Regions from separate parts of the Gossypium arboreum genome. Here region 1 is linked to region 2. The links are chromatin contacts, called in public Hi-C maps. All regions are on one chromosome and are shown on one strand. Each heading gives the region's core, a stretch centred on a gene start, on an enhancer-like site or on the middle of the called end of the contact. The rest is flanking DNA. Distances are from core to core; before and after follow the strand shown.

Region 1 (2,700 bases), core at 90-2,589, 240 kb after region 2:
TCTATCATAATTAATTACTAATTTGGCAAAATCACCTACTCAAAATTCCATTCACCTATAATTTACCTCCGTAAATATTTTACGGTTTATGGAAATGGTGTTTTGAAATCGCATTTTTCGACACCATTGACTTTCAGGTTGTTACAGCAATCAATCAGCAATTCGACTAGCAAAAAACCCAGTCTTTCATGCACGAATGAAGCATATAGAGGTACACTATCACTACACCCGAGAAAAAGTACTTAACGACGAGATTAAAATGACGCACATTAGTAATGAATAACAAGTCATCGATTTTTTTACCAAAGGACTTAGCAAAGCCAAGCTTGAAGAATTTCACAAACAACTCGACATGGCCTTAAGGGCAATAGTAAATGAGAGAATTCATTGATGGGGAGTGTTGATGTCATCTACTTCTGTCTCTCTTACTCGATCTTTCTATTTGTTTCTAGAGAAATTTAAAGTTTATCATCATCTTTAATCAAACTTATCTTTTAAGCTTAACCATATTAATTAATTTAATTAAAATAATAATATGCGCATGTATCTAGTTAAACCAACTAGGATAAACCAATGTAGGAAAACTATAAATAGGATAACATTTTTCATTTGTTGCATACATGAGCTGAGAATAAATAGTGAACTATAATCTCTCTTTAGAGTTTTGTTATATTTCATTTTTAGGCATCCAAGCTAGTTTTGTTTTCCTTTCAATTTAATCCCTTCTATAGAGTGTGCCTTGTATTTTCAAACACTTTTAAGCCCTTATCGCAACCCGTATCGCGACAAGGGCTTCAATATCACAACACCAAAGTTAGCTGGTGATGTCACAACGAGAAGCTTCCTAACGTTACAATGATGGACAACATTGTGATGACGTGAATGAGGACATGGCAACATGTTTCCCACAAACGCTGGGTTTCTTCTCTTAGTTAACCTCTCCTATATTTTCCTTGTTGAACTCTGATTAGTATAGGGTTATTTTAGTCATGTTAGCCCATGAATTTTACCCTATAAAAGAGGCCTTAATAACTCTAGAATTGATATTCTTCGTATCTTTTATCACATTAAATTTTAAAAGACCGATTAAGAGAGAGCTTTAAGGGATTTTCGTGTTTTAACCAGAGAGTTTTATTTTCGAGGTTTAGAGTTTGTTTTTTATTATCTCTATATTATACTTTTTCAAATTATTTGCTGATCTAGTGAAGTATTATTTGTCCGTATCCTCTTTATTGGAGGTGTTTTTCCAAGTAAATATTTATGTCTAATTTTTTTTATTTTTTTTATTTGTTGTTTATACAAGTCGATCTCAATAGCTCCCTTATTTTGTTTAAATTATTTTATATTTGCTACCTCAATTGCTTCAACACAGGTTGCGGAAGGCCTGGCTTTGAGGAGAGCTTTGTACTGGCTGCAAGATAATTGTTGTCAATTAAATGGTGTTATATAAAAAAAAAATGGAAACTTTATAACTTGCGGACAATATTATATTTTCGAAATCTTTGTAGTCTTAATTAATTACGACTAGTTGACTCCTGACCCGATCTGATGCTTTGTACTTACTTTACTCCCTTTTTCTGTTTACCGTTTCTTTTTCCCAGTCTTTCTACATCTACTTCAACTCCGTTTCCCCTCTGTTGCTTTTCTGTATATATATAAGTAATTTTTTCAATTTCAATCATTCACAACCAAAAATCCCTCTTCATAGTTCTCTATTTCCAATAATTTATCAGACACACATACACAAAAAGAGAACTCTTCAAGTTCTTAACTTCCGCCGGCCGCCGTTTCCAAATGTTGAGAAAATCGAACTCCTCCCTTGAAATCCTTACTTTCTGTTTCTTCGTTTCTCTTTTTTGTTTGGCTTCCTTTTCACTCGCTCAGCGACAACAAGAACAACTCGCTGAACCGGATCGGTTCGACGATGACGACGATGGAGGAAACGGTACCGTTTCGAATGCTTCCTCCATAGCTAAACCGAAGGACGGTACTTTTGCCGCTATTATCGATCGTGCTCTAGAGAAGGAGTTCACTGAGAACGAACAAAATGAAGGTTTGTTTCTTCTTCTTTTTTTCTCCCTCTGGTTTTGCTTAGATTAGGGTTTAGATTTCAAATCCATGAATCAAAGGCTTAGCAGTGAAGTATACAACTTAGTCATACATTATACTTGTTTACTTCAACTTTGCTTGTTCTTTATATGCTGTAGCAATTAATTCTTGTTATTTTTATTTATTTTCTAAGGTTTTTAAGCGGGATCTATTGGTAGGTTATGGTTTTTGTTATCAATGGATGGATAAGATCTTAAAGAATTAATGATAGTTTGTTTGCATAAATTCCCTGGAAATAGATTTGCTAATAGATTCTTCTTCTTTAAATTACAATTGTCAATTATGCTATAAATTCATCCTCATTTGCAGTGGATTATTCAACTTTGAAGGGGAAAAAAATCAATGTTTGAAAGGTTTCTAAAAATATTTAGCTCAAAATTAGACTGCCAGTGTTTCCTTAACGGTATAAACCGGATGGAAATTCAATTTCTGACTTTTTATCATGTTTCCTTTCTGTTGTTGGCAGTAAATGATGATGCTGGAAGTTTCAACAACAGTGTAGTAGAAAAGAAGGTTGGTGGTACTTATTCTTTTGAAAACTTTTCAGTTGGGAAAACTTGCTAGCTTATTCTTTCCGTATGTGTATGCTTA
Region 2 (2,700 bases), core at 52-2,551:
AAAGGTTTTTCCTATCCAAAACAATAAGCCAAATTAAGAAAATTAACTATATTAAATTAAGTTACACCTCAAATTATATTTTAGTCACTCATTTTTGAAATGTTACGTTTTATTTATTTATGTTATCGTTTTTTACGAAGTGGTCACTCTACCATTAAGCTTCGTTAGCTCCCTAACAGCAGTCCTACGTGGTAGTCCAAATTAAAATTATTTAATTAAAAATCTATTTTCATCTTAGCAACTGAATATCCAAGTTGATATTTAAAACTCATTTAGACTATCATAAGGAACTATCGTTAAAGAGGTAATAAAGTTTAACGGTAAAGTGACCACTTTATAATAAAACGATAACATAAGTGATTAAAACATAACATTTCAAACATAAGTGATTAAAATATAATATGAGATAAACAAAAGTGACTATTTTATAATTTACCCTTAAATCAAATATCATAGTTGGATACATGTGTGTTTGAATTCAATTAATTAAATAATTTATATATTCCAATCCATTAAATATTCTAAAGAGTGAATTTGTTATTTACATTGTATCATTGCGAATAGTAATTAGAATATCTAAATTTATTTGTATTAGATATTAGGATAAACTTCATTACAGGACACACAATTATGCTTAAGTTTCTTTTGTAGTCACTTAACTTTTAAAACTTTCAAAATAATCATTCAACTAATTAAATTTACTTATTTTAGTCTATTTTCATTAAGTTTGTGATAGAAGCAAACGGGTTAAATTGAAAAAATGCAATTGATTGGTCTCTAAAGTTTTTGTTCTCATATTTGACTTAATTAATTTAGTAACTTTGAAAATAAAATTTGTATTATTTAAAAACATTAAAATTTATATACTGTTGTAATAATAATAATAATTTATAGCGCCGCCCCTAAACGTAACCTAAAACAAAAATATGGGACCAAGCGTGGAGACACATGCCATTTTGTTTCCAAACTTGTTCTTCAAGTGAAGTCGCAATATTTACAAAGAACAGATTCCTTCTTAGAAACTTCTCAAACTCTCAAACCATAACTTCAACTTGGGTTTTTAAAATATATATTTGTTATTTTGGGTTGGCTAAGCCATCAACCGTTCATAGGTCAAAGGGTTGTTTATCGTAATAATTCTTCAACTTTCCTTTCACAAATAAATAAATAGATCATGTATGTAATTGATAGGTTGCACGAACGGATTGTTTCGTAAGTATATATATATATATATATATATATGCTTTTCACTTCTCAATTAAATATAGGTATTTCATTTATTGTACATGTGGTATCATTGTTATTTTATTAGTACTAATCTTATATTTTAGTTTAAATATGGATATGTTATATTTTAATTGTAAATAATAATATTTAAAATTTAGTCAACAATCTCTTGATTTGGTAGTCCCAAGAATATTATGTTATAAATATACGAATTTAGATTTAATCCCAGATAATTTCAATTTCTTTCTTCAATATATTTTAATCAACAATAAATTATATAAAAATAATTATTTTATGGGTGAGGATTTCAAGCTTTACATTTAGAATTGAAAGAGCAAGACATAAAAATGGAGGGAAAAGGTTATGTATAAATAGTACTATCAAGGGAAGAAGAAGTAGAATTAATTGATTAATTAATTATTAAATTTGAGAGTGTGTGTGTTGGAGGGAATGGGTGAGCGGTTAATTTAAAAGTCTTTTCAATTACGGGTAGCTTAGCGGAGAAGAGTACGCAGTTTAAGCGAATATGCTTTTAAACCAGTGGGCGTAGGTTAAGTCTGCAGATGGAATAATAGAAATAGAATAAGAAATTTAAAAAAAAAAAGAAACAATAACAAATTTTCAAAAAAGGAAAAAGAAAAAGAAATTTATAAAAGAAACGGAGAACGGGAAAAAAGTCGCCGTTGATGATCGATGCCGAAAATGAAGCATTTATTAAGGAAACTCCATATCGGCGGCGGTTTAAATGAGCACCAACGGTTGACGGAGATGCAGCCCGTGGTCAGCTCAAGTCCGAGTACGAATTCAACGGGACAAGAAACGGCGTCTTCCTTTTCTTCTTCTTCGGCGTCTTCTGTTGGTTCAGGTACATTGGGGAGAATCGGGGCCGTTGAATCGGCCGGGGGAGATCGGACGGCTGGTGACGAGGTGGATTTTAATTTATTGGAAGAAGAGTTTCAGATGCAGTTGGCTTTGGCGATCAGTGCCTCGGATCCCGAGACGGCTCATATCGACGCTGCTAAAAGATTTAGCGGAGCCGGCACTTTCGTGGAGTTACTCTCGCTTCGTTATTGGGTAATATATTCTTTCTTACTTTATATATTTAAAAACTTTATTATATCTTTCAGTTTTAGGTTATCGAAATTGCATTTCTTGTTTGAATTGGTTATGATATCTAAACGTGTTATATAATTTATGATTTTTTTTTCTTATGACATTTGTTTTCTTTTATTCATAAATTCTGATTGCATTTCATGTTTCCTTCTTATACAAATTGCTACTATGTTTATTTATTTATTTATTTGATTCCATTTTCATTTTCATTTGCATTTTAAACACGAGGAGTCCTCAACTGCGGATCACTTTTCCAGAATTCCTCTTTCCGGTAGTAATTTTGGATATCCTTAGCTTTCCACGTCATTTTCATTAGTCATTGATTGATTCTGATAAAAAAAAAACTTGTTAAAGCTTTCT

Evidence for each region. Hi-C and Micro-C count contacts between places; a contact is called where the count stands out from the background.
Region 1: a contact with region 2 is called in a Hi-C map of leaf, with 3 times the contacts expected there. The contact joins the promoter of LOC108484064 here to the promoter of LOC108484125 in region 2. A contact is called at or near these places in 2 of 5 Hi-C or Micro-C datasets (both in leaf).

What each region holds. Positions count from the first base shown.
Region 1 is chr6:109,601,245-109,603,944 of ASM2569848v2, forward strand. LOC108484064 (K(+) efflux antiporter 6) reads left to right here and starts at 1,340. Exons shown (of 20, transcript XM_053029884.1): 1 at 1,340-2,053; 2 at 2,576-2,622. The coding sequence starts at 1,795.
Region 2 is chr6:109,360,199-109,362,898 of ASM2569848v2, forward strand. LOC108484125 (serine/threonine-protein kinase EDR1-like) reads left to right here and starts at 1,302. Exons shown (of 13, transcript XM_017787795.2): 1 at 1,302-2,301. The coding sequence starts at 1,921.